Regions from separate parts of the Pan troglodytes genome. Here all the other regions are linked to region 3. A link is a contact called in public Hi-C and HiChIP or PLAC-seq data. All regions are on one chromosome and are shown on one strand. Each heading gives the region's core, a stretch centred on a gene start, on an enhancer-like site or on the middle of the called end of the contact. The rest is flanking DNA. Distances are from core to core; before and after follow the strand shown.

Region 1 (3,042 bases), core at 249-2,748, 370 kb before region 3:
GTGCAAATCTGAAGGCAGCGACGTAATTCAATTTGGACTCATTCATTAGAAACTGATTTTCAGATGCTACCACTGCAAGACTACTGGAGAAATGCAAGCTGCGCTGGAGATGGAATTGTTCGCAGCGGCACACAAGTTTTTGCGGCAAAGGAGAGAGCTCTAAAAGAGGAAATACAACTAGTTCATGTTACTATGAACCAGCGCAGTGGGACCCAGAATTACTGAATTAATAGAAAACTAAATACTTCTCTTAAGCAGCTATGATAACTTAAGAAAGTTTCCAGGGAAGCCGTCTAATGAAAGGAAACAAACAAACAAAAAGATGATTTATTCAGTATCCTGCTACATTTTTTTGAAAAATTGGAATTCCTACATTCCTTAACATAATTCTTTGTACATCTACACTGTGAAAGCAACACAAACTCAAATGTAGATTGCAGCCCAAATGAACTTAAATCTGCTGTTTAACTTTCTTTTGAAGTTATACATGGAAATGAAACACACCACAGCAACTTTCATGACATCTTGCTAACGAAGTTTGGGTTTTGAAAAATGGAATGACTAGTTGACTAAAAACACACACGCACACACACACACACACACACACACAAAACAAGGAGTTTTGAAAATAAGCACTAAGCATCTTTCCAAGGAACTCACTCATTCCAAGAAACTTCGGTTCTAACTCGCAAGCTGGCGGCTGCTGTGAGTGTCCTCTGACTGCAGCCTGGTCAATGTGTCGCCAATCCAGAAAACACACTGCCCTACCTTTGGCCGCGATCTTGCTTTCTCTAAGCATCAAAGGTACCCTCCGCTGTCATTCCTCTGGACGGCCACGCGTGTGGACACGGCCGCGGATGGATGCGTAGGGCATTACCAAAAAAACCCACACGCTGCACTTTACTTCTTCCCTCCTGGAGTGCCACTAGGGTCCCCGCGAGGAGGGCTGATCGGGTGCGGGGAGGCCGAGTGCACCGGGCGTGTGCTGACCAACTCGGGCCCAGTGACAAGTCCTGCGACGAACTTCCACCCTCCCGCGCGGGGCGAGGGGAACGGGCTGCGGGGCCTGCTCCGAGCTCCCGGCTCGATCGGTATCCGCGACCACGACCCCCGGACGCTCTCTTTCAGGTGGGGGTGACAGCGCGCCCCGGGTCCCCGCCGCCCCGGACCCCCTCCTCACCTGTGCTGTCATTCGCCGAGAAACCGGGCGAGCTGAGTTTGGCTCTTTTGGGGTTGGGCGGTCCGTCCAGCAAGTTCTCAGCCATTTTCACCTGCTCGCGAAAACAGCCCCGGGCGCGGGCGGCCGGGCCGGCGAGGGCCCGGACGGGGGTCGGGGGCCCTACCGGCTGCGAGGGAGAGGAGCGAGCGCGGGCCGCGAGCGGGCGGGCGGGCGCCGAGGGAGAGGGAGGGCGCAGGCCGGGTGGGGGAGGCGGCGGCCAAATCTCAGCCACAGCAACAGCGCCCCGCAGCGCTCACCGCCCGCCCCCGGCCGCCGCCGCCGCCGCCGCCGGCCGCGGCCCCCTCATCCCCTGCCCGCCTCCCGAGCGCGACACTCCGCGGTGGGGGCGCCCCGGCGGCCCGGCCGCCCCCCCGGGCCCGGCTGGCAGCGACGGCGCCCGGCCGGGCGGCTCAGGCAGTCCCCGAGAACATGGTGCCGCCGCCGCCGCCTCGCTCCCCCCCCGCGCCCCACTTAATGAATTCGCTCGCGGCCCGACGACGAGGGGGCTCCGGGCTCCGCTCCCCGCCCGCGGCCCGCCGCCGCCGCCGCCGCCGCCGTGAGGAAAAACAATGCGCCGAGCGGGGTCGCCGCCGCCGCCGCGGCCCCCCCACCCCCGTTCCGCCGCCGCCGCCGCTGCCGCCGCTGCCGCCGCCGCCGCCGCCGGGCTCCGGGAGGCCGAGCAGAGAGGCGAGCGGGGCCGCCGGGGCGGGCGCCGAGGGCCGGGCGGAGCGGGCCGGCCGGGCGGAGCGGGGTGCGCGGGCGGTTGTGGGGCCCGGGACCGGCGGGGCCGAGTAGATCGCGCTCGAAGCCCCGGTCGGGTCCGCGACAAGATGGCGGCTGTTGATTCCTCAATTAAAAAAAAAAGAAAGTTTTTTTTCTTCTCTTTCCAGAGCCTGAACGGGGAGGGGGTGGGGGCGGGGCACGCCGGTGCGTCACCCCCCCGCGGCGTCACCACGCACGGCCCCCGCCCCGCCCCCTCCACCTGCGCCGGCCGTGGCGGAAAGAGCCGAGCGTGCTCGGGCCGAAGGGCTGAAGGCGCGGCCGCCAAGCGTAGGGAAGCGGGCGGCCGGGCGCGGGCCAGGCCTGCGGGGCGCCTGGGCTCCGGGCTGAGCCACAGCTTTTGTTCTGATGGCGACCAGGCGTAGAGGGCCGGGGCTCCAGGCCCCAGCGGGCTCCGGGAGCGGCGGCCTGGCCGCGGGCTGGGCTCTCGGGCGCGGATTCGACGCCAGCCCGGGCCCGCCCGTCCCGCTGGGGCGGCGCTGCGTGTTCCCAGCTCCTTGCGTCCCTTCCCCAGACCCTCCTAGGTGGCGTCGGTCGGGAACGGTCGGGGCGACCCCAGCCCAGGCCGCGCCACTAGCCTTCGCCGCCGGCCAGGGAAGTGGAATGGCCTCTGCAGGTTACAGACCGCCCTTGGGTCCTGCCGACGAGGTGGGCGGATGGGGAAACTGAGGCGGGGGGCGAGCAACTGCTCCAAAGTGGTCGAGGCAGGAAGTGGCAGGGCCGGGATTCGGGTCCCGCCCTACCTCGTGACACTAGGGAGTGAGGGGGCCTCACGCCTGTTCGCATCCCAAGGCGGCAGGGCAGACACCCTCACCTGTGAGAGCGGGGTGGCCAGGGCCGGCCTGGGCGGAGAAGGGCCCCCGCATCGGGGCTTAAGCCTGGACGCCCAGGCCGCACTCCCCGCCCCAGGCAACTTGCCTGGCGCCTCGCAGGTGCCCCAGACAGGGGTGCGGGCCTGGGGAGTCCCCCACGCGAGACCACAGCCCGCGGGACACTTCTACGAATACCCAAGGTGTTCCCATCCCAGTTAGTTATCTGCGCCT
Region 2 (2,787 bases), core at 179-2,678, 310 kb before region 3:
GACCGGTTAATTTTTGTATTTTTAGTAGAGATGGGGGTTTCACCATGTTGGCCAGGCTGGTCTCGAACTCCTGACCTCAGGTGATCCTCCCGCCTTGGCCTCCCAAAGTGCTGGGATTACAGGCGTGGGCCACTGCGCCCGGCCTAAATTTGAATTTCAAATGTCAAATTATTTTTTTTAGTCTAAGTATATCCCAACTCATGCACTATTTGGGATATACTTATACTACAAAAATTACTCATTGTTGATCTCACCCTCATAGTTACATGTACACCCTGTATTTTTATTTGCTAAATCTGGCAACATCCACTGGACAGGAAATTCAAAGATCCAGATTCTAGTCCTGGCTTTGCGCTAACGAGGAGTTGGAGCAAAGAGGGTGCTGCTTCTCAGGCCTCTGGTTAAAAGAAGCCCCTCTCCACCTCCCTCACCGCCTCCACCATCCAGGGTGAGAGAGGTACCGTCAGACACGCCAGAGCTAGACCCCAAGCGGATGCTTTCTAGGGCAAGGTGAGATTTTGCAGGAAAGGAGTGCATAGGCGTGCACAGGGGACGCGCGCTAAGCGTAAGGCGGCGTTCTCAATGCTTAGCAGTGCATTGGGATCGCCTGGTGAACGGGAACGCCTGGTGAACGGGAACGATACTGACGTCCAGCGCCCCTACTCCCAATTCGACTGGTCTAAAGTGGGGCCCAGATACTTGTCTTTTTTTTTTTTTTTTTTTAAGTTCCACAGTGACTCCGCTGTGACCTGCACAGTTAAGAAACTGCAGGAGTCCGGGCGGTTTCCAAGGATGGGTCAGGGGCTGAAGGCGGTCTATGCAACTGGCCCCGGGCTTGCCGAGCTGGAAGAGCCCCTGAGTGGCACTGGAGCCACTTCCGCCTGCATGAAGAAAGGGGTGCCGGGAGGACTGAGGAACTAGGACCCCATCCCTGTTCCTGAGCCAGCGCCCGTCCCACCTCTGGCACGGTGCCTCCAGAAACCCAACAGGGGGAGCGCCTGGACCCCAGGCAGGACGCCGCGTGGGGGACGCTGGCTGTGGACGCCTGTCCCGAGGGCGGCCAGAGGCTGGCTCTGAATCCCAGGATGCCCAGGCCACGCTCGCTCAGTCCCGGAGCTTGGGACTTCTGAAGCCGCGGGGCCTCGTTTGGGGTCGCAAGTCTGAGCGCTCCGGCTCTGGTTGGCGCTAGGTGGCGCCCGAGAGCGCGCCAGGCTCACCCTGGGGAGACCTGGGGCCCGCCGGGGTCTCCCTGCTCTGGCGCAGGCAGATCATCGACCCCTGCGTGGCGCAGTTACAGGATCCTTGGGCGGTGCCATGCAATGCCTTCTCAAGGCCCAGCACTTCGCCCGGTCCCTGGGAGGGATGGACAGTCGTGCGCCCCATAGAGGTTTGGGTCAACAGCCTGCATATAGGACCGTGGTCCCATAAGATTTTCACGGAGCTGAAAAATTCTTAACATTCTTATGGCCTAGAGACTTCATAGGGGAACGCATTCCTCACGAGTTTGTGGTGATGCTGGTGTAAACCAACCTACCGTGCTGCCAGTCATATAAAAGTCTAGCACATGTAATTATGCACCGTACATAATACTCGGTAATGATAATAAACAACTGTGTTACTGGCTTAGGTATTTACTACACTATACTTTTTTCATTTCATTTTGTTTTGTTTTTATAGAGACAGGGTCTCGCTCTGTTGCCTAGGCTGGAGTACAGTGGTGTGACCATAGCTCGCTGTAGGCTTGGCCTCTGGAGCTCAAACAATCCTTCTGCCTCAGCCTCCTGAGTAGCTGAGACTACAGGTGTGCGCCACCACTCCTGGCTATTTTTAAAAAATTTTTAGTAGAGACAAGGTTTGACGAAGTTGCCCAGGCTGGCCTTGAACTCTTGAGCTCAAGCGATCCTCTGACCTTGGCCTCCCAGAGTGCTGGGATTACAGGCCTGAGCCATGGTGCCTGGCCCTTATTGTTCCTTAGAGTGCACTCATATTTTTTTACAGTTACCCGTAAAACAGCCTCGGGCAGGCCTTTCAGGAGGTATTCTAGAAGGAAGCATTATTATCACAGGAGATGACAGTCTGCATACACATTGCCTCTGAAGACCTTCCAGTGGGACGAGATGTGGAGGTGGAAGACAGTGACATTCATGATCGTGACCCTGGGTAGGCCTAGGCTAATGTGTATGTGTGTCTTAGTTTTTAATGAAAAAGTTTAAAAAGTTTAAAAAAAATTAATAGAAAAGGCTGTCCAGGCACAGTGGCTCCCGCCTGTAATCCCAGCACTTTGGGAGGCCGAGGCGGGCAGATCACCTGAGGTCAGGAGTTTGAGACCAGCCTGGCCAACATGGTGAAACCCCATCTCCACTAAAAAATACAAAAATTAGCCGGGCATCGTGGTGGACGCCTGTAATCCCAGCTACTTGGGAGGCTGAGGCAGGGAGAATTAATTGCTTGAACTCAGGAGACGGAGGTTGCGGTGAGCTGAGATCGCGCCACAGCGCTCCAGCCTGGGCAACAGAACGAGACTCCTTCTAGAAGAAGAAAAAAGTTAATAGGGTCAGGTGCAGTGGCTCACACCTGTAATCCCAGCACTTTGGGAGGCAGAAGTGGGTGGACTGCTTGAGCTCAGGAGTTTGAGACCAGCCTGGGTAAGGTGGCGAAACCCTGTCTCTACATAAAATACAAAAATTAGCCGGGAGTGGTGATGTGCGTCTGTAGTCCCAGCTATTTGAGAGGCTGAGGTGGGAAGATCGCTTGAGCCTGGGAGGTCAAGGCTGCAGTGAGCCAAGA
Region 3 (2,808 bases), core at 29-2,528:
ATCCCAAATAACTCGGGAGGCTGAGACAGAAGAATCACTTGAACCCGGGAGGCAGAGGTCCACTGCACTCCAGCATGGGTGACAAACCGAGGCTCTGTCTCAAAAACAAATAGAGATGAGGTCTTGCTATGTTGTCCAGGCTAGTCTAGAAATCCAGGGCTAAAGCCATCTTCCCCCTTCAGCCTCTCTAGTAGCTGAGACTACAGGTTAGAACCACCAACCCAGACTTCTCCCTGTACATTTCGATAATTATTTCAAAACTTAAAAATCTGAAAGAAAGCAAACTGCTTGATAGTGGCAGAAAGCAAGCATGAGGGGATTCTGGGGCTTGCTGGGGGTGTTGGCTACCTGGGTGTATGTTCAGTTTGTGAAAATTCACGGAGCGCCTAAGCTATGCACCCTCTTCTGAATGTGTTACCCAGTACTCCAATAAAAGGCTTTTGGCCCTGCAGAGGTGGCTCACGCCTGTAATCCCAGCACTTTGGGAGGCCAAGGCGGGCGGAGCACCTGAGGTCGCGAGTTCGAGACCAGCCTGACCAACATGGAGAAACCCCGTCTCTACTATAAGTACAAAATTAGCCGGGCGTGGTGGCGCATGCCTGCAATCCCAGCTACTCAGGAGGCTGAGGCGGAAGAATCGCTTGAACCCGGGAGGCGGGGGTTGCGGTGAGCCGAGATCGCGCCACTGCACTCCAGCCTGGTCAACATGAGCTAAATTACGTCTAAAAAAAAAAAAATTAAAACAGCCGAGCTGGAGGTGTGTGCCTGTAATCCCAGCTACTCAGGAGGCTGAGGCGGGAGGCTTGCTTGAGCCCGGAAGATGGAGGCTGCAGTGAGCCGAGATCGCGTCACTGCACTCCATCCTGGGCGACACAGCACGACTCTTTTAAAAACAGGTTTTGTTGAGTGCCGCATTGATCCGGTCCCTCCCACGCCCCCTGTGCTTCACAAAAACGTCAGGTCCGAGCTCCGGCGCGGCGGTCTCCTCCGGCGCGGCGGTCTCCTCCGCGGGTCTGGCCCGGGACTCGGCAGAAGGACGAGCAGCTCCTTGGGGCCGGCAGTCTCCCATCGCACTCAGATTGACACGGCAATGTTTCGGATACTTTGGGTAAAAATTAAATGTTTTACGAAAAGTCCTGTCACCCGTTTCTTGATTAGTTTTTACGGCGGCTTCCAGAACCTTTCGTCAGCGCGAGCTCAGTGCCCGGAGGCCGCCGTCACCTGCTCTCCGGTAAGGCCCTGGGCAGGCGGGCAGCGCGCTGAAGGAGTCCGGGAGCAGATCGTGCGTGAGAGCGCGCGCGCGCGCCAGGCGCGGGGGCGGGGCCAGACGTGCGTGCTGGCGGGAGCGCGCGCGCCATGGCCTGAGGCGTCTGGGAACATGCGCGGCGAGGGGACGGGCGGGGCGAGTCCGGGAAGGGGCGGGGCCGCAGCCGCGCCCCTGACTTCCACCGCCTGCGGGTGAGACCGCCTACCATCGCCCGGCGCGCTTGAGCATGCAAGGGGAGGTGGGATTCCCCTGGCCCGCCCCCAAGCCACGCCTCTGGCCTATGAGAACTGAGCTGTCCCGCAGGGACCGAGAGAGGAGCCTCCGCTTTCGCAGGGGCTGGGCGTTCCGGGCGCACTGCGCCCTCTGTTGATCCTCTTAGGAGCTGCGTGGGGACCGTCGGGCCTGCCGTTTCGCACCTGGCCGAAAGGGGTCGCTGTGCCGGGCCAGCTCCTATGTAACTTTAGCTGGATAATCTCAGCAAGAGAAAATTGGCTGCAGTGCAAAGAAGCCAGGCTCAAAAGGCTGAGTTATCCCATTTATATGACATGTCACAGGTAAGACTATAGCAACATAGATCAGTGGCTCCTAGGGGCTGGGTTGACCACCAAGAGGCATGGGGAGCATTGGAAATGAAGGAACTAATTCATATTTTTTTATTTTGCTTTGGTTTTATTATTTATCTATTTATTTATTTTTGAGACAGTTTCGCTCTTGTTGCCCAGGCTGGAGTGCAATGGCGCGATCTCGGCTCACCGCAACCTCCGCCTCCTGGGTTCAAGCGATTCTCGTGCCTTAGCCTCCCGAGTAGCTGGGATTACAGGCATGCGCCACCACGCCCAGTTAATTTTGTATTTTTAGTAGAGACAAGGTTTCTCCATGTTGGTCAGGCTGCTGTCGAACTCCCGACCTCAGGTGATCCGCCCACCTTGACCTCCCAAAGTGCTGGAATTACAGGCGTGAGCCACCGCACCCGGCATGTTTTATTTTTTTTTAATCATATCGTGATCATAGTGGTGGGTAGGAAACTACGCATTTGCGTGTAGGAAACACGCAAAACCAAATATCAGAAAGTGTGACTTCTACTAAATGTAACTACTTTCATTTTTTAAATTTTTTTTTTTTTTTTTTTTTTTTTTAAGATGGAGCGTCGCCCTGTCACCCAGGCTGGAGTGCAGTGGCACAATCTCAGCTCACTGCAACCTCCACCTCCCGGGTGCAAGTGATTCTCCTGCCTCAGCCCCACCAGTAGCTGGGACCACAGTTACTGGCATTCGCCACCATGCCAGGCTAATTTTTGTATTTTTAGTAGAGACGGGGTTCCACCATGTTGGCCAGGCTGGTCTCAAACTCCTGACCTCAAGTGATCCGCCCACCTCGGCCTCTCAAACTGCTGGGATTACAGGCATGAACCACTACTGTGCCCAGCCTAATTTTTGTATTTTAGTAGAGTTGGGGATTCACCATGTTGGCCAGGCTGGTCTTGAACTCCTGACCTCATGTGATCCACCCGTCTCGGCCTCCCAAAGTGCTGGGATTACAGG

What was found. Hi-C and Micro-C count contacts between places; a contact is called where the count stands out from the background. HiChIP or PLAC-seq counts read pairs in DNA pulled down with a chosen protein or histone mark.
Region 1: an H3K4me3 HiChIP or PLAC-seq map of stem cell-derived excitatory neurons shows a contact between it and region 3, with 5 times the contacts expected there. The contact joins the promoter of CREBBP here to the promoter of SRL in region 3. A contact is called at or near these places in 1 of 7 Hi-C or Micro-C datasets (stem cell-derived neural progenitor cells) and 1 of 1 datasets of contacts at active chromatin or transcription factors (stem cell-derived excitatory neurons).
Region 2: a Hi-C map of stem cell-derived neural progenitor cells shows a contact between it and region 3, with 5 times the contacts expected there. The contact joins the enhancer-like site here to the promoter of SRL in region 3. A contact is called at or near these places in 1 of 7 Hi-C or Micro-C datasets (stem cell-derived neural progenitor cells) and 1 of 1 datasets of contacts at active chromatin or transcription factors (stem cell-derived excitatory neurons).

Annotation. Positions count from the first base shown.
Region 1 is chr18:6,527,266-6,530,307 of NHGRI_mPanTro3-v2.0_pri, forward strand. It overlaps CREBBP (CREB binding protein), which reads right to left and starts at 1,499. Exons shown (of 31, transcript XM_523285.8): 1 at 1,181-1,499. The coding sequence starts at 1,265.
Region 2 is chr18:6,586,608-6,589,394 of NHGRI_mPanTro3-v2.0_pri, forward strand. No RefSeq gene overlaps it. Among named protein-coding and RNA genes, the nearest start is that of CREBBP, 59 kb to the left of the region's middle. Within about 2 kb of position 1,429, at least 9 of the 24 cell types and tissues checked have an H3K27ac peak or open chromatin away from gene starts, as enhancers often do. A contact at or near this core is called in stem cell-derived neural progenitor cells, where this site is marked.
Region 3 is chr18:6,899,967-6,902,774 of NHGRI_mPanTro3-v2.0_pri, forward strand. It overlaps SRL (sarcalumenin), which reads right to left and starts at 1,279. Exons shown (of 8, transcript XM_063797662.1): 1 at 1-1,279.